Linked DNA regions of Mus musculus: regions 2, 3 and 4 are each linked to region 1. A link is a contact called in public Hi-C, HiChIP or PLAC-seq and Micro-C data. All regions are on one chromosome and are shown on one strand. The core of a region is the stretch at or near the end of the contact, and the rest is flanking DNA. Distances in the headings are between cores, read along the strand shown.

Region 1 (5,655 bases), core at 2,102-4,601:
GAACAGCAAACACTTTACTGAATGAACCATCTAACCAGTCCTAGTGGTGAGCTTTTAACTGTTTAATCAGTTAAAAATAAATGTAGCACTTTTATACTGTTTACTGAACTGAAACTCTTAGGTCCATATCAAACCCAACAATGGGAGGAACTAAAGAAACTATGTATGGGAAGAAGGAAGGATGTAAGACCAAAAGAAACAGTTAAAAATGACCCAGTTCTATGAGTGGTTCACAGCTTTCTTTTAACCTTAAGTTCTTTTCTTAATCTCTAAGAAAAATAAATGTTCAGAAAAGTCAGGACCCTATCTCTATGATTCAAGGTGCTTCAATAACCTAATACTTCAGATTAAGCAAAAGTCATCTTTTAGGATGTACCATTTCAATTCACAACAACTCAGTCATTTCCAACATCAGAACATGCTTTCCAAAATAGCTCACATGGAGCAGATGTTAAGTAAGTCCATCTCTGCTCTCACCCCAAGCTATGTAGACCTACATAGCCCCAACTGTCCCATTTCTGTTGAATAGATGTTATCCCTTAATGATAAAAACAATGCTCATTTTTATCTGGAATTTTTTTTTTCAGTACAAGCATATTGAGTACTCAGATCTTCTTTAGTCAAAGACTAAAACATTGCAAGGGGCCCTGCTATGATTCCCCTCCCCCATGTGACCATAACTATGACCACACCAAGCATGATTGCTGACCCATATCATGATTGACCTCAGTGATCTTGACTCTACATTTACATTTCTTTTTTCCTTATTTAACTCAGTGGCTTCTTTTAACCATCTTTCTTCTCAGTCTCTAGGTCTTTCTTTCAAAAAAGTCAGCTCTAGGCTTCTCTAAACAGCATACTCTTCAGTACCTACAAAATCTTTACAAGCAATCTTTATCCTTTACTGACTTTGTTTTGTTTTTCAAGACACTGTTTCTCTGTAATAGCCCTAATTGTCCTGGGCTTGCTTTGTAGACCAGGCTGGCCTCGAACTCAAAGCCCACCTCCCTCTGCCTCCTGCGTGCTGGGATTAAAGGCGTGTGCTGACAATCCCAACACCACCATCCCCTAGCCCCCATGCCTCCTTTACTTCTTTTATAACAAGTCTTTTCTCTAACAGGCTCAGGTCTGACCTTTGGATTTTCTGGTAAATCATGAATCTCCAGCATTCTCCAGTGTCTGTCATCAAGCAAATGTTCAATTCATGTCTGATTCTGCCAAATCCGACTTGCCATGTAATAATAGCTGGTGTAACCTTAGGCAAGTCAAATCTGTCTGAACCTCTCCCTCACCTATGAAATACAATCAAATAATGATACTTGGAAAGCTCAAAACAGTTTCTGGCACAAAGTAGCAACCAATAAATTTCTAACTATCAAAAAAATTGGGGGGTGCATATATGCCCCATCTTCAGTCCAACTGTTCTGTTCCTTCGAGCCATCACAGGGAACCACTATTTACCAACCAACCAAGCTGCAGGAAGAAGCTTAACTGATGGCTACATATCTAACCATTTCTTCAGACAGATCTGTAATTGGACTTAGAAACTATTTACACTTGTGAGGTTTTTAAATCCACAGTCTGCTTATACTTCATCCAAACTACTGTAATCATTCTTGTGTCTAGTAATAACCCACACACCAACTCCTGGTGCAAATGACCCAAAATTCACCTTTTCCAAAAAACTTGCCCTTCTCTTGAACTGTCTCTCTGCTTACAGGTAACTCAGCCCTTTGGGAACTAGATTATACTAAAAGCAAAATGTAATTACAGTAATGTGTTACCCACAAATACCTTCTCTGTCCTAAAGAATGATCCATTAGCTAAAATTCTATGCTGAGCTGGTGAATAAGAAAACATTTATACAACTGCTCTCTTGAATTCTGCCCTCAAACTGTAACTTTTCACCGGCCTTTTGTCCTATCTTTAAGCAGAAATTATCTCTCCCATTTAAATCCACTGAAAATGTGGATTTAATTCTACCTGTACCCTACAAATAAAAGCTTCAAAGAGGAAAGCAGTTGACAGCAACACACATATACTAATGTCTTTCTTAAGTGAAAATATTTTTTGTTTATTTAACTACAAAACTAGTCTCAAAAGTGAAAGCAACTGCCCAACAAGCATAAAACAAATTCCACTACATTAAAAAGATTGCTCATTCAGAACTGCACAACTACATTCACACAGTATCACTTCTGTTTTTGTAAGACACCTTGCACCATCCTCATGTCATATTACCCATCCATTATCCATCCCCAACCAGACTCTTTAAATGTTGCCCTTAGCACTTTTCTTTAAGAATTAAGCAATTTCCCAGTCCAAAAAAAAAAAAAAAAAAAATCAAAGAATACTTAATACCCATTACTTCTAAGAGCTAAGTTTGTGTGAGCTGTGGCTAAACAATCAGATGGATCATCCAGGGGACAGCATAAAGGTGAGCTAATGATCAGCCTCAGTAGGTAGCTACGTTGAGTGTTCCGAGCTGTCATCCTGAGATACTCTCTCTCAACTCTGTACTCCCAACTCACTCCACTGTTCACAAAAGATCCCCACCCTTGAGCAAGCACACAGAAATCCACCTTGACTGTTCCTTGTGTACTTTCCAAGAAACCAAATAACGCCTTCTAGTCAGACAGCCTCCATCCACCCCTCATCTAAAATCCACTCCTCGGACACCTTCCGGTTTCTGTGTGTACCTTCTCACACTCCACATGCCCTGTCCCCATTGGTCCAGAGACCTTAACCTTCAAACCCCAAACCAGTTCTCCATCTCTCAGCTGATTTCTCCGCAACGCCATTGATACCTACTTCCCAGAGGCCGATCCCACTCTGGAGCAGGGGCCTCCTCACTGGACGCCCTCTCCAGAGCATCACCCCTTTCCCATCACTTTCTTCCTCTCAATCCCAGGCCGCCACCCTCCTCCGTTAACTCGGGCCCCCACCGTGGCCGCCTCTGCGCGGCCTCCCCCCGCAGACGGAACCCCTGCCTCCCCGGGTTGCAGGCCAGGGGCCTCTAAGCTCCCTCGCCGCGGCCCTGGCAGTCGGGAGGGCGGCGGCCCGGCCACGCCGCGCAGGGACAGTCCCAGCAGAGGAGGCGCCCCCGCCTCCAGGCGGCCGTGGCGGGGCGGGGGCGGGGCGGTTCGCAGGCCCCACCTCAACGCAGCCCGGCCTAGGACTCCCGCAAAACGGCGGCCAAGTGCGGAGGGGCCGCGGCCGAGCCTGCGACAGAGCCCGTGCCGCTCACCTCGACGCGGAAGCTCGGGCCTCGCTCTCCCTTCAGCGATGGCTACGCCGTGGTCGCGCTCTCCTCACTCGCTTTTCACCGCCCCCGACCGGCTGCTGAAGAGCGGACCGACAGCGGTGCGCCCATTGGCTGAGAGCGCTATGGCGTCACGGGTCCCGACCGCGCCTCGGGGTCTGACTGGTTGGCGTGGCGCCTCTTTTCCACGTCTGCTCCTGATTGGCTCTTGCTCACACTCTTCCCGGGAGAACCGCTCACCCTCCACTCTTCTTCAGCCGCCCACCCCAAACCCCCCAGGCAGGACGGCCAATGGGGGAGCGGAGAGAGGCCGGGAAGTGGGCGGCTGGGCGGTGTGGTCGGGGAAAGCGCAGCCAATGGGCGCGCGCCGCACATCCCCGCTCAGCAGCGCCGCCCCCGGCCGCCCGCTTCCCGGAGGGTCGCGCCCTGGGCCACGCCCGACTACCCTGGCGCGGGAGCCCAGCCCACGCAAAAGGTGCGGGACAAGTGGCAGACGTGAGAGCCCGCCCCGCAGCCATCGCGGCGTGCTTGAGTACTGCCAACGTGCACCCTGGCGCTCCCCAGATGGGGCCGGCTACCCTCGGTCTTAACTGAGTGTGAGGATCCTCCCTGATAACTGCCAGCTTGGTTCCTTCGGAATGTGGAGCCAGCACTGTATGGACCTTCTGAAGGGCCCATCGGGAGGACTGGAGCCCGCGTCCATCCTCCCCGAGAGACTGTCCACCTAGTCCTTCCTCCTTCAAGACAATCCCGTGCAAGATGTAGGGACAGTGAGAGAAGTTTCAGCGTTGGAAGGTGGGGCGTGTGCTGAGAGCTAGGGTGCACGGGAACTTGCTGAGTGTCGCGAGCTAGAAGGTAGATACGCGTAGTTAGTATAACAAGTTTTATTTAGTTATGCTTTGGGTCTTCACACAATATAAACACTCTGAATTCCTAACTACGGTCCTAAGCCTATCTCCCGAGGCTGCTTACCTATGCGATGTATCTTGGCTGAAGGTCAGGTCCAGTCTCAAACAGAAATTTCTGATTCCAGGGGCAGGATCCTAGAAAAGATTCTCCAGCCACAGGGCAGATCAAAGTGGCATCTCTCCAGATGTGCAGAGCAGAGCATTGCTCTTAGTCTCTGCTTATATACTGTTCACTGGGCATCGTGGAGTTAGTTCTAGGACTATCTCTTGTTATCTTTGAGTGAGTGGTGTACGGAGTTATGGTTATCAGGTGCAGCCTTGAGTGTAGTGGGGATCCTGACTACACTATTTTTACATGCCTAAAAAACATTTTTCTAAAAAACTATGCTCATTACAATGTATGAGCTGGGAACCTGTTTTTTCTTGATGTGGTGGTGATTACCCGGGTGTATGAAGAAGATTCGTGGGGCTGTGTGCTTCATGCACGGTGCAATCATTTTGGAAAAAACTATTGCATCCTGGTTATAATCAACACCAGGCTTTAGCTGTCATTCAAAAACTAAAAACCGAGGCTAGAGAGAAGACTCAGTGGCTAAAAGCAGGTACTGCTCTTTCAGAAAATGCGAGTTCAGTCCCCAGTAATCTACAGTTGGCAGTTCACAATCACCTGCTAGTAATGCCTCCCTTCTGGGCTCCATGGGCACCTGCACTCACATCCACATACCACCCACATACAGACACACGCATACACGTAATTTAAAATAATAGAAATAATACTTAAGAACTACAAACTACTACGGGTATAAGGGATTGCCCTTTTTGCAAACTCTGTGCTTTTTTTATTTGACAATCTCATATGTATGTTGGATGCATTCTAACAGATACACCTCCATTAATCATCTCACTCTAAAGCCTCCTGCTACTTCGATGTCTTTTTTTAATCCCCGAGTTTAATTACAGTTGCTTGCATGAATGTGTTTGAAGATGGGGAGTGGGGGGTATTTACCAGAACATAGGCAACGTACTATTGAAACTTAGTTGGGAACTCCAAGCCAGGTTGGGTCACTTGTCCTCAAGGCAACTAAAAGGCATTAATAATGGAGAGCAGAATAAGGAGATTTATTCAACATGGCCACATAGGGTGGAGGGACAGGGAGATCCAGTTAGCTGCACCCACACACACAACACACACAGTCTATCTTCAGTATCCTGACATAAGATTAAAGTTTAAGGGCCCAGGAGATCCACGTCTATGCAGTAACAGTCAATGTGTTATCTCACTCGCCATTGGCCCATCATTGTCTGGGCTTCAGTCTCATCTCATAACTTGGTCTGGTGCATTGCTAAAACTCTGTGAAATCTTTCTAGAAAGCTAGTTCCCTCTCTGGCTGGCCTCTTTTTTCCCCCAGCTTGAGAGTTCTAGGGAAATTCCCATTTCTCTAAGGTCCTTTGTTTCTGTAGTCTGACTGAGACACACAAGTATCT
Region 2 (5,655 bases), core at 1,104-3,603, 510 kb before region 1:
GCTCTTCAGTGCTTCCATGAGGGAATTTTCCCCCATTCTCCCAAACTGCTTAGCACCGCTGACCTACCTTCATTCACTGATCTGATATGTCATTCAGAATTTCCTGTTTAATGTCATTTTCTCCCCAGTCTATAGAGTAGAGGCCATTTTGGGGGTATTTCAGCTACAATTCCTTGCCTGGCACAGATCTTACCATGCAATGGGCTCCTTCCAAATGTTTGTTGAAATAAATGAATTAATCTAGGAAATGAATGTGGAGCTTTCCTATTTCCTTTGACCTTCAAATTTAATTAAAGGTCGCTTCAAAGTATTTATTATTTCTCTTATAAAAACCTTACTTAAAATAATGAAATGGATAAGCATATGTGTGACTTTTTCTTAGGAAGTGCTAGCCAGAACCAGGGCTCTTTAATTTAATCGAACTTTAATAAAAGTTCTTATTTATGCTCTCTTAGGTGCCAGGTCTTCCACGACGATATGACATTCTGCCAATTTGGTGGCCTATTTTTCTTTTATCTAAGATTTACATGTGAATTTTTTCTTTTTTAAGCAGGGAGACTTATTGCATGCCACAGTATATGACAAATTTAATTAAAAATAATATGATATTTCGAAGTAGAACAGAAATTAGTGGGCCAGAGTGGAGAGAGAGGAAAGGCTGGACACCAAGTGCTGTCAGACTGAATCAACTAAAAAAAACAAAACAAAACAAAACATCAGATTTGCAAGGAACACCATACAGCTCTAGAACCCAATATCCAGACTGTAGAGAAATGTCAAACATTTAAGAAAAGTGTCTACTAAGAAATGTTACTTTTCAAGGTGGGGATAAAAAGAAAAGAAGAGAAAAGAAATGTTTCCTTTCTCAGATTTGAAACAGGAAAAGCAACCACAAAAGAAACAGATTGAATTAACATCAGTTAACACTTGTGGGTAATGACCAGAACTGCTTGGTATTACAAATCTTAAAACCCCCCAAATCTGAAGCTTCCTGAGCGGTAACATGAAACCCAAATAGGGAGTTCCACGCTTGACCCCACACGATGGGTCACAGGCAAATGGCAGATGCATTCAAATATTGTGCAAACGTATTCTCCTGTAAAAGGTGTGCATGCAACCTGTCGCATGCTGAAATTTGGGTCCTGTCACCGAGGCATGTCATTATATCTATACACAAATATTTCAAAATGTAAAAGTCTCCATGGACCCTCTCGTTCTGGCTTTCTGCCACTGCCACTGACAAAACATTGGAGAAAAATGTCTTTGAAGAAGAAAAACTTGTTTTGGCTAATGGTGTCAGAGATTTTAATCCATGGTCACCTGACCACATTTCCTTGTGACTGGGCAGCGTAGTGCACCATGGTGGGGCTACAAGAAGGTGGTGAGGGGTGGGGTGGGTTGGGGTGGGGTGAGGGGTGGGTGGATAGGTGGGTCCTAGCAGATGTTCCAGGCACACACCTCCACAGGCCTAACTTCTTTCCATCCTCCCCTGCCCCAGAGTTTCGCTGTGTAGCCCAGGCTGTCCTAGAACTCACTCTGTTGACCAGGCTGGCCTCAAACTCAGAGCTCCAGCTGCCTCTGCCTCAGAGTGCTGGGATTAAAGGTGTGCACCACCACCAGTGAGCCTTTTTACCAAGTCTTAAAGTTTCCATCACCTCTTAAGAATGCCACAGCTGGAGACCAAGCCTCTAGCTTTCTGGAGGGCACCTAAGATGTGAATCAGAAGACCTCTGGTGCCAAGAAAAATAAGAGTGTCATAAAAGTGTCCCCATCCAGCATAATTGAAAAGTGTCAGCATCTACACAGTGATAAGCCACATCTCTGAGAAAAAGACCCAGTCCTAGTAAAGTTATGAACAGTTTACACACACATAAATTAAAAATAAATATGTACATGAAGAAATGTCTTTCCTGACCTCTGAGAGGGTGAGGTGCATGGGATGAGGGCAGAGAAGCGAGTGCTTTTAACCCCACCTTTCCTTGTAGTTACTAAACCTGCAATATGGGACCAGTGTATTTAACTGTGAAGAAATGGCTTCTCATTGGTTCCTGACAGTACAGTGCCTCATTTTCAGCAAAACTTCCCAAAATACCACAGAGGAAAAGAGGCGAGAGATGATTTTATGATCAATCTACACTCTGGTCCTTGCCTTCTAAGTTACAAATCCTCACCAGTGAGACCTACCTAGTAATAGTTTTTAAAAGGTTTTACTTTGGTCTCAATTTGTTTTCTCAAGTGCAGGAACTCTATTAAGCCACTAGGGGGCGCCCAAGCCATTCATTAGACTGAAGCACGGTGCTGGCGGATCAGGGTTTGTCAAGTTTTTGCAACATTAGTTTCTAACCAGAAGGTATTTGGGATTCCAAGTCCATCTGGACATGCAGATCTACCACCTGCTCAAGTCCGAGTTCCTTTACTACCCCACGGGCGTCGATGGACCCAGGTGACTCTTGCTAGGAGGAGGCAAGAGGGACCTCGGAATCCGAGGGCTGTTTCTGGTTTCATTTCTGGAGAAGTAGACCCAGTCTTTGCACCGCTGATCTCACAAACACCGGCCATTGTCTAAGCAAGAGATAACCAAGAGGAATGGGTGGGAATAATTTAGGGGGAATGCCAGTCCTTTCCAGGAGATGAATATCTTTGAAAGTTCCGGTAATTCTTAGCATTCAGACCACCCTGGAGTAGTGCAAATTCACAATGATTGCAGGAACTGTTTCTCACTTGTGTTTGCAAAGAACCAGTGAAGGATGCGGCTTTGCTCGGAATTCGTCTTTCCCTGTCTCTACCCGAACATTGGGCTGTCAGGGCTCTGGCTTGATTTATTGAATCAAACATGTCACCGTTGATTCGTTCATCCGCTCCTGCCCTTTGAGAAGGGGTGCTGGGAATGCGGATGAAGACTGCTGAGAAAAAAAGTCAGTTTCAACAGGCAGTGCTTTGCAAAGTAGGTCACCCTGGCTTTTCCACTGGGTGAAGAGGCTGGAATCCCATTAACCTCCATCAGACTTGCAGGGATGGGGATGGGGGGGGGGGGGAGAATGGGGGTGGTGGGGGGGCGGGGTTGTTAGTGCAAAACAAAACCTGGCTTCGTGCAGGCTTCCTAATTTGACTTCCTAATGAGATTTGGAAAGGAAAGGGGAATAGAGGGTTTGGGAAAATCAAAGGAAAATTCCTTTCCCTAAATGAGCCCATAGTGTGGGGTGGAAAGGTTTGGGCTGTTTGTGAACTGAGTGTTTGCCATCAATTAATTTTTTGTTTTTTCTTTCTTTCTTTCTTTCTTTCTTTCTTTCTTTCTTTCTTTCTCTCTCTCTCTCTCTCTCTCTCTCTCTCTCTCTCTCTCTCTCTCTCTCTTTCTTTCTTCCTTCCTTCCTTCCTTTTTTTTTATCTTTGTTTCCACTGGGTCTCAGAAAGTCTGAGGGGCAGGTAAAGTGTGGGAAGGTATTCCCCATATAATACTTCTTTCAAATTTCAACATGTCTTTCACCCGTTGGAAGTAACACACACACACACACACACACACACACACACACACACAGAGAGAGAGAGAGAGAGAGAGAGAGAGAGAGAGAAACAACCCCGTCACCAAAACCTAAAACACCTCCAAGCCACCAAAACACACACACACACACACACACACACACACACACACACACACACACACAAATCCAACTCGATTTTCTTCCCTTCTGCGTCACAACCAAGTCAGACTTTGTCTTCTACAGCAGGGTTAAGGTTTCCCCTGCTGCATGCAGGGTTCTCCCATCCCACAGCAGAAGGGCACAGTGGCTTAGTGTCTGTGACTCTATTGACTGACTTCATGCTGGGTAGGGCCTAGCTGGCTGTGTCCCTCAGTCTTCCCTGGGTTCCAGGGAGCTACTCTTTCCTTGGGCACCTTTGTGCTGTTCTCTTTTGGTTTCATTTGAAGCCAAGGCTTTACCATGAAGAGTGGGGGCTCTTGGGGGCTCTGTCCTAAGCCTTATTCTTAACCTCCACACCCCCCCACCCCCGCGCTGTCAAGTGACCCTGGTTTTGGGCAGTCTCTGATTTACCCTTGACTCAGTTATGCATCTGCAGAGACTCTGAACCCTGAAATTCAGAGCTAGGTCCTAACTGGGCACTTGGCCTTCACCTTTTAGGGCATCTTAACAACATGTCATAGGCAGAGCTGCTCTCATGGGCTTTCCCATTAACCTTCATCTAATGACCTCAGTCATGGCAGGGTTCCCAGTTCCATGACTGGGCCAGCTCCACACCTGAGAAGCATTTGACCATTCTGCCTCCCTCACTTCCCCCTCAGTCTGTCTCCACAGCTGTCAGCCTGACGGGCTACTGCTCACCTCTGCACCTGTCTGCTCCCCGCTCCTACCCACCCTCCCTTCAGAAGTGGCCCACACCTCTCTCCTGGCTCTGTGCAGCTGCCTGCCTGCACTTCCCACCTAATTCAGCGTTTCATATCGGAACCTTGACATGGCTATTGCCTTTTGATTTTCAAATGCTGTCTGATCACAGTCTTCTGCTGAAAACTCTTCAATAAGTGTTTTAAAATAAAAATGAAAACAAGCTTTTTCTTCTGTTGGTACAGAGGACTGGATGTCACAAGGCTATTGTCACACAACTATATAATGTCCCTTGACCATGTTTCTCCTACTCCAACCTCCTGACCACCCTACCACTCTTAAATTTTTCATGTTGCATAACTTGGCTCCACACAAGGGCTCATCTTTGATTTCTGCATCTAGTTACGCAGAAACTAGAAGCCTTTTAACGCTTTGAAAGTGCTATCCTCCTCTTCATCCTGACCTAGCCAGGACTTTCCCTTACATATAGGTTACGTTCGCTAAATATCTTTCCCCACTGAACTGCAGGCCCCCGGGAAGAGTTCCGTTCACCACAGTATCCCCATCCCCCTCGATGGAGCCATTCTTCGGATCTTAATAAGTATAGACTGAATCAATGAAGTGTTTAGGTTGTCATTGCTTGACGGATTCGGGGTAAAGCGGAGGTCGGATTTTGTTTCCTGTCATTGTGAGACAAGAGTCAATTTATTACTGATATTATGCTATTAATTTCAGGCTGATTAAAAGCTTGACTAGAAGAAAGAAGTGTGTTAGAAAGTGAGAAAATGAGTCTGAGGAATCTTGTTATGAAGGGAGGAGGTGGGTTAGGGCCCGTCATCTGGATATGTCCGATATTCCTGTTCTGCTCTCAAATGGACCAATGCCCTCAAATGCGGGCCCGTCACAGAGGGGGCACAACTTTATCAGGGTCACCATGAGAGGAGACAGAGAGAATTCCTCTCAGTACCCGCTGAGGTACCTGGGCTCTTGTGGATGTTGATTGGGAAAGACACCCCTCCCTTCCTGAATGCACATTTTGGGGATAGGAAGATGCTAAGAAGAGGGAACACAGCAGGTCTGGATTCCTAACAGATCACCTATAACAGCATAGTTGACGAATTGGATTATGGGAAACTATGGAATGCGCTGAAGCAGGTTAGGAAGGAAAGGTTGGTGCTCGCTTGACTAGCTGGGGGTGGGGGGGGGGGGAGCCAGGTAATGACCGGCTTTCGGAAGAGTGAGGAGACCGCGCAAGGCTTTGTGAGCCACTGCACCTCAGATGTTTTCCCGCACAAAGAGGAGTAGAGTTCCTTGTTTG
Region 3 (5,655 bases), core at 2,154-4,653, 370 kb after region 1:
GCAACTTTTAAGAGCAGGTTCTCTCCTTCCGCTGTGGGATCCAGGGTTCGGACTCACATCATCAGACCTGTACAGCATTACCGGGCCTACAGGGCAGGCACTCTTACCAGCTATGCCATCTTGCCAGCCCCCGAGGCTGTGTCCAGTCCATCTGTCTTGCCTGCTAGTTCCAGAGAATCAGCGGATAGCAGGTTTCCCATCTGCAGCTACCAGACCTAATACCCACCCTTCTCAGAGAGACTAGCTGCAGTCTCTGTGCTACTCAGGCTTGTTTACAATAGCTGAGAACTCGGACGTCAGCCATCTGAACCTTTGCATCCCTTGCAGTCTGTCCTTTCCAGGAACCCCTCTGTACCCTTGAGCGAAATCTTGATACACACGCCCCCGCCACCTCCGAGCCTTACAACAGACCCTCTGGAATTACTTGCTCCACAGCCTCTGAGCTGATCTTGCTGTGCCTATGTCTCTCATGCAGCGTCCTCTTCCAGTCCACCGTTACTACTGCCCACGCTCTGGAGACCAGAGCAGCAGATTTATGGTCTTCCTTATACTCATCTCTGCTTTCCACACTGCTAATCTCAGTCTCACAAGGATGGCTTAGCCACCACGAGGACAGCATTCTTTCATGAATTCTCTTTTCCGTCCTCCCATACTTCTGTGCCGGTCACTGGCCCCACACACTACCAGCAGAGCTCTAGTTCCGGTCATTAAGGACCTAAGACTTATTATTAATTTTCTTTAGACAGGGTCTCCTGTAGTCCAAGCCGGCCTCAAACTCACAATATAGTTGAGAATGACCTTGAACTTTAAACCTTCCTGTTTCTTCTCCAAGTTGTGGGATTACAGATATGTGTCACTGTCCTGACCCAAGCCAGGGTCATCTTGGAAAAGGGAACTTCAGCTGAAAAAAAAAAAAGTTTCTATCAGATTACCCTGCAGGTAAGTCTGTGTGGAATTTTCTTGACTAATGATTAACGTGGAAGTGTCCAGGACACTGTATGAAATGCCACTCCTGGGCAGGAGACTCTGAGTTATGTGAGAACGTGGGCTGAGCAAGCCATGGAGAGCAAGGCAGTAAGCAGCATTTCTCCATGGCCTCTGCTTCGCTTCCTGCCTTCAAGTTCCGGCTCACATTCCTGCCCTGACTTCCTTGGACTATGATGTGGAAGTATAAGGCAAATAAACCTTGCCTTCCCAAGTCGCTTTTGGCCGTGGACTGAATCACAGCAACAGGAAACCAACGGAGACAGCCACCATGCCTGGCTTATGAGTTTATGGGAATGGATCCCCAGCTTCGTGCATGTTAGGCAAGCAGTCTTACAACCGAGCAACATCTCAAGCCTCGGATGATGATCCCTCTTCCTAAGTGATCCTGGCTTGGCAAAGGGTGGAGGGGACACAACCAACAACAACTTGGAACTGAGTCCTGGGCTAGCCTCTGCTCCTTTGATCATTTTTAAGGATACCCATTGTCACTGGTGGGATTGAGAGCTCTGGTGCTCCATGAGAAAAGTGTGGTTTCAGAGGGAGCATAGATGGACTGGAGAGGGTGAGAGCAAAGGGTGGAAGGCAGAGGCTAGGGTCACATCCTGGGGCAGAGGACAGAGCATCTGCCCGGAGACACCTGAGAATGACATTCTCCACTTTGCTGGTTCCCCTACATCCTTCTCTCTGTGAATGGCCTAAGAAATTTAGGTCATGTGCGCCACCTGCTGCCCAGATTGTGAACGTCATGCCAACATCCCGACTTGTTTGGGCAGTTTCCACCCAGCTTCTTCTCTAACCAACTCTCCCTTAGAGCATGCTTGCCCAACACGAGTGGATATGAACCCACGGCAGCTAGGGTGACTTCGGCTTGTTCCATCAAGGTTTCAACCTCTCATTTTAATGAATGTCCTAGGGAGGCTGGGGAGACCCTGGAGTAAGCAATAAAAAGATGATTCTGCAACCCCAGAGCTCTTAGTCTACTTGGGAGGCTGAGTGTGAAACACATAAGCAACTGATTAAAGTGTCAACATTGTGATAGAGACAACAAGGACTTGGAGAGTATCGTGAGGCCCACTGCTGTATGCTAGCGAGGTAATGGTGTTTATCTGGCCCTGGCTGGCTTTTCAGGTGGGTGGAATGGAATACACAACATTTGAGGATATTTAAGCATTTATCACCTCTTCTGGAAGCAACAAGAAGTGACTGTTTATACTCTGAGACAAGTCCTCCCAGGCATTTTGAGATGTGTTTGTAGGTACATCTTTGGAAAGGGTGTGTCTGTCTGCCATTTGCCTTCATTTGCTACACATCTTATTTTAGAGACCCCCTTGTCTGTTGTTGAATGAAGAGCTACCTTTTTAACCCTACAGAGTGTTACTTTAATTTCAAATGCTGGCCATTTTGTTTTCTAGTATCTTGCTGTTACAAATGGCATGACCTCTTCACAGGGCCTTGAGGGACTACAGGGAACAATCAGTAGCAGGTAATATTCAGTGGCCCCAATTCCTAAGTGCTGAGGATGTGACACAGTTGGTATAGGATGTGCAGGACCTGGGTTCTATCCTCGGCACAGCATTAAACTGAGGTTGGTGATACATGCTTAGACTCCCAGCCCTCAGGAGGTGGAAGCAGGAAGATCAGAAGTTTAAGGTCATACGGCTACCTAGCAAACCTGAAGCCAGCTCCGGCTACATGGGGACTTGTCTCAAAAAACAAAACAAAACAAAAAACAAAACAAAACAAGAATAGCAATCACTGGACAAATGACTCCTCTCAAACTGCACAGCATCCCATTGGTCCCACTGCTTGATGTGCTGTTGTCCCCTCTTCAATGGCCTCTTGGGTTCATATTCAGTTTTCAGCTTGAAAACATTTTCATGTATTTCCATATCAAAGATTCCTAGAGATAAAGTTGATTGGCCGAACAGCATCTACATTTGAATTATAACTGACACATTTGATGATCCTCCCAGGAGACACTATCAAAGAGGCTACAGGAAGGAGACCATAACAAAGAGATGGCACCAAAGTGACTGACACTCCTGCAGCTCAGTCTTCAGAAAGTAATCTGCCTTTGACCTTGGTCTGTCTTTGACATTGGTTTGCTTTGTGCTTAGTCCACACGTGCGATTTTTCTCTCCCAACAACAGCGACCCAGAATAAGTGGAATGAGCTGCTCTTTACAGCAGTCCTCTGAGACCAACGTTGTTCCTACCTTTGTTTCACAAATAACAATACAATCCCCAAGGCTAATCAAAGTGCAGGGGAGCTCGGTTTTTATCTGCTGTGTCCCAGGTAGTCAGAACCCAAGCTAGAACTTGGGCCTCTGGGATCGCTGAATTCATCCTACTACTCTGTTGCCAGGCAACCTTTCTTGCTTTTGACTCTTGTACCAATGCTACTTGTTGCCATGGCAGTGCTGGGACAAGGAGCAGTAAGTTGTAATTAAGCGGCAAGCTAGGAGAAAGGGGCTTTTATGTCCTTGTGTGGGGGTGGACAGGAGAAAAAGCTCCTGGCACTGCAGTCAAGGTGCAAAGAGGGACACGGGAAAGAGCAGGTTGGTGGCTGGGGCAGGTGCTCGTCATAACCATCACTGAAAACTGTGTGTGCTGGTGAGTTTTTGTCACCTTGACACGCACTAGCATCACCTGAGAAGAGGGAACTTCAGTTGAGGGATTGCCTCTATCACATTGACATGTCTGTGGGTATTTTCATGATTAACTATTGATGTGGGAGGGCCCAGCCCACTGTGGGCAGTACCACCTCTTGGCAAATGGTCCTAGGTTGTGTAAGAAAGGAAACAGAGAAAGACGCAGGGAAACCAGTAGGCAGCGTTTCTCTGTCTTCTTTGCTTTACCTCCTGCCTCCAGGTTCCTACCTTGAGTTCCTGCCCTGACTTCCCTCAGTGATGAACTGTGACCCATAAGCCAAATAATCCCTTTCCCCTCCCTACGTTGCTTTTAGTCAGTGTTTTGTCACAGCCACAAACCAGAAAGGAGAATACCGTGTTTTCCCAGGGATGCTGTCCTTGCCCACATCTTGTCTTGTCAAGGATGGGTGTTCAAGGCTGGGAGGTGGCTCAGTGAGGAGAGTGTGACACACATGCAAGAGAACCTGGATTCAGATCCCAGAATCCATCTCAAAGCTGCGTGTGGTACATATCTACAATCCCAGCACTGGGGGGTTAAGGGTGGAATCAGTCAATTTCAGAGTTAATTGGCCAGCCAATCTAGCTGGATCTGTGAGTGTCAAATTCAATAGAAGACTGTTTTAAAAAAAGAAGATGGAAATCTAGGTGTGGTGGTTAGTGCCTATAAGCCAACCTGTGGGAGACAGAAACAGCAGGATCAGTCTGGGTTCTATGAGACCCTGTCTTCAAGACCCAAAATGGTGGGGCTGGAGAGATGGCTTTGAAGATAAGAATTCTTCCTTATCTTGCAGAGAACCTGGGTTCAATTTCTAGTACCTACATCCATCCAGAACTGCAGCTCTAACTCCAAGGATCTGACTCCCTCGTCTCTTCTCCCAGGGCATCAGGTATGCAAGCAAAACACTCATAGACATAAAAAAACTCTTTAAAAAAAAAACATATGTTAAACCTCCAAAGCACTGATGATCAATCAAGTGGAGAACAATTAAAGATATTTGTCATTGACCTCTGACCTCCCCAAGAATGTAAACACAGGTGTACATGCAACTGAACACACAGTATATACCCCATAGGAACATCACAGGAACACGTGCATAGATCACATGTATACAAAAGATCAGCACCCAATTTTGGTGGGCCTGTCTTCTATTGAACCCAGAACAAACAGGGTAACATTGCTACAGCACCCTTCTGGCTTAGACAGACCTAAGCTCCACGTCAGCTTTTATTGGTTTGTGCTTTTTCTTGGTCTTCAGTCTCCACGCCTTCCAGGAATGATGGAGGTGCTGTGTCTGTTGAGTGAGAAGTGGTGCTAAGGCCTGAGAGAGCCATGAGTGGAGCCAAGATGAACGACTCGCTCGGTGACTCGCCTGCCTGTTCTTTTTTGGAGGCTCTTGCAGAGATGAAGCTCCAAACATCTTTAGCACTCTGTCAGTCAACCGCCAAGTTGAGAGAATCCAAACCCTCCTTGTGTTTTTGTCTTGGGAGGAGAATGTTCAAAAAGCAGATTTTTGAAAAGATTTTAGAAAGTGAAGTTTCTAGCTGTGTTATCTGCCCCAGGGATGAGTCACACTGGTCGTGGGAGGAGAAGAAAAAGTGTTTTTCAAGTCGGCACAATGAAGATTGCATGATGCAAGTGACTGCAATCGCCTCTTCGATTGAATCCAAGGGGAAACAATTCTTTTAATTCATTCACTTGACTTTTTGAACACATCTTCTATGTCAAGACCCATATGGAAGGCGAAGACATGAATAGAGCTTGGTCCCTGCCCCCAGGGGAAAGGCGTCCAAAATAATTACAGCCACTACTCCAGGGAGGTCCGTGGCTAGAGATGTGGTGCCCCCAGTGGGAAGCCTGGGCTTTGGTGGGGAGAAGAAACTGGAAATGGTTGAGCTAAGCCTTAAAAGACCAGGGCAGAGGGCAGTGGACAGCGGGCAGTGGGCAGGGGGCAGCAGGCAGGGGGCAGTGGGCAGTAGGCAGGGGGCAGTGGGCAGTAGGCAGGGGGCAGTAGGCAGGG
Region 4 (5,655 bases), core at 2,037-4,536, 310 kb after region 1:
TGACAGGAGCCTGGCAGAGGTGGGAGGGAGTGGCATCTGGCACTGAGGAGAGGCTTCCTGTGTGCTAGGCATTTGACATGCATCATGTCCTGTCATCCTCCAAGAGGCAGGCACTGTCACCGGCACCCAAGGAGCAGCAGGGAGGTCAGAGAAGCCGGGCACGTGTCCAAAGCCACAGGGCTCCAACCCAAGTCCAGCTCCTTCTTCCACCAGAACCCAGGGGCTCCTGCCTATTCGAGAGCAGTGGGAAAAGCAGTGTTTTCTGCCATCTGAGAAAAGGGGAAGGCACAGAGGGGAGACTGGACAGGGTGCTCTGAATGGGGAAAAAATGCCAAGGAGTGAAAGTCATAGCAGGTGGATGGAGGGGAGGAGAAAGGTTTAGGGTCCATCTGCCTGCGTCCCGTGATGAAGTGACAACAGAGAAGACTGACAGAAAAGAGCATGCTTGTGTCCCTGAGCTCCCCGATTAACCTCAAAAGTCTAGAAAGGGTTTTGTCTTTTCTATTTTCCCTGCAAACGCCTATATCAGATAGCACCACACCGAAGCCACCATCTGAAACTGCCATGCTGTCAGGGACAGGAGCTCTTTCATCTTCACATTCTCCTACCACAGTGGGGCGATGATGGAATCATAGAAAGAAAGAAAGCTCAGAGACAGAAAGCAGACTGTCCGATGCACACAGATAAAATCATTCATTTTTGCATGCTCATATGCAGAGCTATTAATATGGCCAGGTCTTTCCGTGGCGCTTATGCATACATGAGTCCCAGTGAGACTGGGGATGTGAAGGAATAAATCTGAAAACACGGCCACTTCCTTTTCCTGCCCCGTGGCATGTAAACCTCTTCTACAAATAGCAGTGATACGGGTGAATCGTCATCAATTATAAATCATTTGAAATGGATCCCTTTAAACACCATCTGTTGATCTACTTAACTGTCCCATGAAAAAAGGACTTTCACTCAATTGTTCTGACAGCTCCAGGAGGTAGATGCCTATCCTGATTCAAATTTATTCAATACTGGGAGGCATATAGAACCTAAGAGTGGTAGAAATCTTTGACATCCCTTAGATCAACTGTCTGACTTTTCATCAGAGGTGAACATAACCCAGAAAGGTGTAGTAATTTGCTCTTCGTAGCAAAGCCACCTGGTTCCAGTCAGGGCTAGAACCTAGTTTCATGCCTCCTAACTCCCAGGTTACCACTCTTCTACGCCTTATCAAAGCCTCTCCCATTTTAAGCAGCAGAGATTGGAACAAAGTACAAATTTAACTGCTGTTTTAACATCGTCATTATTCACTGGCAACATCTAAGATAGAACCAAAGTGCTGCTACAGATCCAGCTTCCGCTGATACACCCAATTTCAAATCTGCCTAGAAAATTTCTAACCCTTCTAAATATGTTCAACAACCCATTTTAAAAGACTTAGCAATAATATAAACCCAGGAACAAAGAATAAACTTAAGGATTACATTTTGTATTTAAAAATATATCTATATATATATTGGAACTTCACTGGTATGGGAATCAAATTTAACAGCAGCGAACCATCCTCCCCTCTTTCTTGCAAGCACAGGGAGCCTGAGATTATTCAAAACTGCTCAAGAGCAGCAATGATTATTTTAAGCTCATGATTCAACTAGTACATTAATTAGAAAATCCACCAACCCAAATTGACAGATCCTGGTATCAATGGGAACTTAAGAATAAAAATAATAGTTGTTAAGTAAAAATAGATTGAAAGAGGGCACAGCAGCAAATGTGAAAAGGAAAAATGACAAGCAAGAGCAGTAGGAAAAAAAGCATTTAATGATCAGTTTTCCTGGACATAAAAACAAAACCCACAACGAAGATCTTGGCAATACTGGTACTGTCAAAAAGTAATTGGTCGTGATTACAGTCTCTGATTTTTGGAAGTTAGGTGAGAAAACTTGATTAATGATTTCTTACTTTAAAAGTAGCAACTTAAGACAGGAGAGGAGCCAGATCTCAAGGGGTCAGAGGGTCAAAACTAGGCTAAATGTAGGGAAAGGACTGGAGAAGGTGCACCCCGAACAGGTAAGGGGCGATCATGTCAGCTTGGCCAGCGCAACTCTGACAGACACACACACCGGTGTCCAACGCACTCATTTCCGAACACAACCCGCTACGCGACCCCGGGGATGGCTTCCATGTGCGCCCCGAGTCTGCCTAAAATTCTATCTTTGACTTCTCCCTGCAAACCCGAGCACCCCAAGCTGTCTACACTGGGGTAATCTCCAGTGGAAACCTTCCTCTTCCCCGATTATCTGTCAAACCCGCATCGGAGTGAAGCCTCTGCTGCGCACTCCTTGGGTCTCTGACGCCTACCGGGCACAGGGCACAGTCCCCACGCCATCGGGTACCTACTCCCAGACCCAACGGGGAAGACACATCCTCCAGGACCACCCAGGTACCGGACAGCGCAGGCCCGACGGCTGTCCGTGGGCCTGGTCCAAGCCAGCCAGGGGATTCCCGGGGTCCGCGCCAGCCCCAAGACAGGCCATAGGGACGTACCAGTACGGACTCCCCGACTTGACGGAGACGCCCTCCCCGCCCCCACCCGGCTCCCGAGGGAGAAGTGTAGAAGGGTTGACCAGGCAAGCGCCGCATAGCATCGTTCTGCCCGCGTCCCGGCCATCTCCTCGGGGATCCAGAAGCTCCCGGGGATGTATCCCGGAGCTCTTCCCAGGTTCGGGTCATTGCTGCCACCCGGTACTGCTGTCTCTTTAAGAGGCCGCTGGCCGCCCCCTCCCGAGCCAGGTGGTGATGCCCGCGCGGGGAAGGTGGGCGCACCCGCTGACAGCGTCCCAGGGTCCCCCCAGTCCTCCCCCGCCCGCTGTGCAGCCCAGGCGGGGAAGATGGGGGTGCGCGGGAGCGGCGCCTTTAAGGGGCGCAGCCTCCCCGAGGCTAGGTGGGGGCTGGGAGCCGCACGGGCCCTTTAAGGCCGGCAGCGGGCACGTCGGGCAGGGCTCCCGGCGGCCCGGCTGCGCCGCGGGCGGGGGCGGTGCGCCCGCCCGGGAACTCGCGACCCCCGACGGGACGCCCCGAGACGGCTGCTGCCCGCAGCCATGCCGACACTCACCGTGGCTCGCTGCGAGCGCCCGCGCCCGCACCCGCACTCGGATCCCGCGGCGGCGGCGGCGGCAAGTCCGGCGCGGGTAAACAGGCACCTCCGTCCCTGACCTACTTTCTGCCTTCCCTAAATGTCGCACCACTAACCTACTTTCCGACCAATCCGCTCCCCGCCGGCCCAGGCCCGGCCCCCCGCCCACCAATCGCTGTGCCCAACCCCCCTTCCCCGCCCACCAATGGAGGAGCCGCGCAGCCCGGATACCTGCCTCTTCCCGTTAGCCAATCAGAGAGAGCGAACGGAGTTGTCTTGGCGGACAACCCAAACCAATTCGCGTTCTGCTCTGCGTTAGGCTAGCCAATCGAGTGACCGATAGGAAAGCCTCTGACCAATGGCAAGACGGCAGGGCTGGTTTACCTGCTACTTTCCCTTCACCAATCATTTGGCGCACAGAAGCACACGCCCCGAGGAGTGGACCAATTGGCACGCTCTGTGGATTTCTTGCCCCAGCCCTCGGTTTTCCCCCTCAGGTCTAAAGCTCGCTGAGGCCACTGCGTTGCGGACTCTGCGAGCTCGCCGTTGTCCCCTGCTCCTCAGCCGCGTCCCTGGCTAGTGACTGCCTCTCAGCTCTCCCTCCTCCTCCGTCCCCTTCCTGGCTCGCAGAACACTGAGAAAACGCCGCATCTCTTCGCCCATCCCTCTCCAGCTCCATCTAGGAAACCACATTTTAGGAACACAGAGTGACAGAACCTTCCTGAAACCCCTGGCTTGTCCTAGTCGGAACCACAGCGCTAATAGCTAGCGCATTTAGAAGACTTTTCCTTCCGACGACTAACCGGATCGCGCGTTCTTTTTTTTTTTTTTTTTTTTTTTCTCTTGACCTCCAAGCGTCCAGTGGAGCTGTCATTCCCGATCGGAAGAGAAGTCTCCCGGGGGTGGTGGCGTAGTCTGTAATTCCAACCCTCAAGAAGCTGAGGCAGGGGCATAATCGCGAGTACTGAGCTAGCCGGGGCCACAGGGTGAGACCTGAGCAAGATTCTATTACATGTTATGGACATGGCCCTAGCAAATGTACTTTGCAAAAGTATCAAAGGAGCGGGAAAGAAAGAAAAGTTGCAAAGTTGTTTGTTTGGGTGGTTAGTTGTTCTGTTGTAGCCCTAGCTATCCTGGAACTCCTGTAGATCATCAAGCTGGCTTTGAATCCAATTCACAGAGATCCGCCTGCTTTTGCCTCCCGAGGCACCACCTGCTCAGAGATTTATTTATTTATTTTTAAAGAAAGAGACAGAGAGAGGGGAGGAAGAGGAGGGAGGGAGAAATAGAGAGAGAGGGGGAGAGGGAAAGAAGTTGTCTTGTTTCTACCTTCAAACAACTGGCAAACCTTCTAAATGTTAAACTTCCTGATAGCAAGGCCACTTCGTCCTTTTTGAACCATGTGTGCTCCCTCCCCTTTAGCATGTGCTGGAGGGGCCTGGGTGGGGTGTTGGGGATAGGGCTGACACCCAGAAAGTACTCTGCAAATGTGGGCTGGATCCATGAACAAATGGGATCAAAACACTCGACTCACTTATGTGAAGTGGACCAGCTCGTGTGACTATAGAATGAATTCTAGACAGGCAGGTTCCTGGGACACAAGGCAGCATTTCAATGCTTATAAAGCCATGACCCATGTCCAGCCCTTTGCAAGGCACACAGCCTTGGTTGAAATGTGAATTGGCTTCAAGACCAAAGAACTTCATGGGTAACTTCCCACTTCCCCTGAGTTTCAAAGCAGATTTATTCTTTCTCTGTCCTGTTCTGTGAAGGAATCTCTCTGTGTAGATGGAACTTTAATACAGCATTAGAAAAGATATTACTTACAAGATGGAAATGTGGGCTGGATGCTGACCTAATTAAATGGACTAATAGCTAGCTAAGTACCAGTAACCTGAAGATGCTGGCTGATGCATCCCACAATATCTCTCTACCGTGTTGTGTGCCGGGCATGTGCTAAAAGCTTTCCCTCCTTTTTTTTCAACCCCTGTATCCTGACAACCACCCTGTGCAGAAAGCAGTTCTTACCCCATTCTACAAATAAAGTGTCAGTCATGTTCTAAATGTGGCTTCCACGCTAAAGGCTCACATCAGGCCAGTTACCAAAAAATGGTGCAAGGCTCTCAACTAGGCCCAGACTCAGGATTTTTACCCATGTCCTGAAAGAAAAACTAGGAACTTTGCATTCATTTTCCAGGTAACAGAAAGCCAACAGAGGAAGAGATACTACTTAACACCAGCCAAATTTGATAGGGAACAATGGGCTCCTTAATAGGGTCCCATCTTGGGAAGCCTGCTGTTCTTAGACAGGGTAGGGCAGAGGTGTCTGAACAGATGCATAAAAGAACAAGATGGGAGCCCTAAGTCACACACAACTCAGTCTCAGTCCACAGAGATTTGTGGCTGCCCAGAGAAAGAATGCTGTCTCCGGACAACCACTGAAAGTCTAAGAGAAAGCAACATGGGCTGTCTTGATCAGTACCCACATGGAGTTGCCTGTGACTGAGACTTGGCAAAGAAAAATTATC

Evidence for each region. Hi-C and Micro-C count contacts between places; a contact is called where the count stands out from the background. HiChIP or PLAC-seq counts read pairs in DNA pulled down with a chosen protein or histone mark.
Region 2: a contact with region 1 is called in an H3K4me3 HiChIP or PLAC-seq map of bone marrow-derived macrophages, with 5 times the contacts expected there. The contact joins the enhancer-like site here to the promoter of Far1 in region 1. A contact is called at or near these places in 13 of 39 promoter capture datasets (the 3T3-L1 cell line, 3T3-L1-derived adipocytes, cranial neural crest and 8 more), 6 of 484 Hi-C or Micro-C datasets (cerebellum, cortical neurons, embryonic fibroblasts and 3 more) and 12 of 115 datasets of contacts at active chromatin or transcription factors (the NIH/3T3 cell line, astrocytes, bone marrow-derived macrophages and 9 more).
Region 3: a Micro-C map of embryonic stem cells shows a contact between it and region 1, with 2.0 times the contacts expected there. The contact joins the promoter of 4930543E12Rik here to the promoter of Far1 in region 1. A contact is called at or near these places in 7 of 39 promoter capture datasets (the 3T3-L1 cell line, 3T3-L1-derived adipocytes, hippocampal neurons and 3 more), 4 of 484 Hi-C or Micro-C datasets (adipose-derived mesenchymal stem cells, cortical neurons, embryonic stem cells and 1 more) and 3 of 115 datasets of contacts at active chromatin or transcription factors (differentiating embryonic stem cells, embryonic limb bud and pancreatic cancer cells).
Region 4: a contact with region 1 is called in a Hi-C map of regulatory T cells, with 5 times the contacts expected there. The contact joins the promoter of Arntl here to the promoter of Far1 in region 1. A contact is called at or near these places in 1 of 39 promoter capture datasets (pre-B cells), 17 of 484 Hi-C or Micro-C datasets (B cells, CD4 T cells, CD8 T cells and 10 more), 4 of 115 datasets of contacts at active chromatin or transcription factors (embryonic stem cells, memory CD8 T cells, microglia and 1 more) and 1 of 9 other capture datasets (liver).

What each region holds. Positions count from the first base shown.
Region 1 is chr7:113,511,530-113,517,184 of GRCm38.p6, reverse strand. Far1 (fatty acyl CoA reductase 1) reads right to left here and starts at 3,351. Exons shown (of 13, transcript NM_027379.4): 1 at 3,248-3,351.
Region 2 is chr7:114,017,614-114,023,268 of GRCm38.p6, reverse strand. All of the region lies in intron 7 of Spon1 (spondin 1, (f-spondin) extracellular matrix protein), which reads right to left. Among named protein-coding and RNA genes, the nearest start is that of Gm51454, 16 kb to the left of the region's middle. Within about 2 kb of position 2,353, at least 81 of the 459 cell types and tissues checked have an H3K27ac peak or open chromatin away from gene starts, as enhancers often do. A contact at or near this core is called in astrocytes, bone marrow-derived macrophages, cerebellum and 4 more, where this site is marked.
Region 3 is chr7:113,139,763-113,145,417 of GRCm38.p6, reverse strand. 4930543E12Rik (RIKEN cDNA 4930543E12 gene) reads left to right here and starts at 3,403. Exons shown (of 6, transcript NR_045978.1): 1 at 3,403-3,599; 2 at 4,429-4,524.
Region 4 is chr7:113,205,096-113,210,750 of GRCm38.p6, reverse strand. Arntl (aryl hydrocarbon receptor nuclear translocator-like) reads right to left here and starts at 3,286. Exons shown (of 20, transcript NM_007489.4): 1 at 3,107-3,286.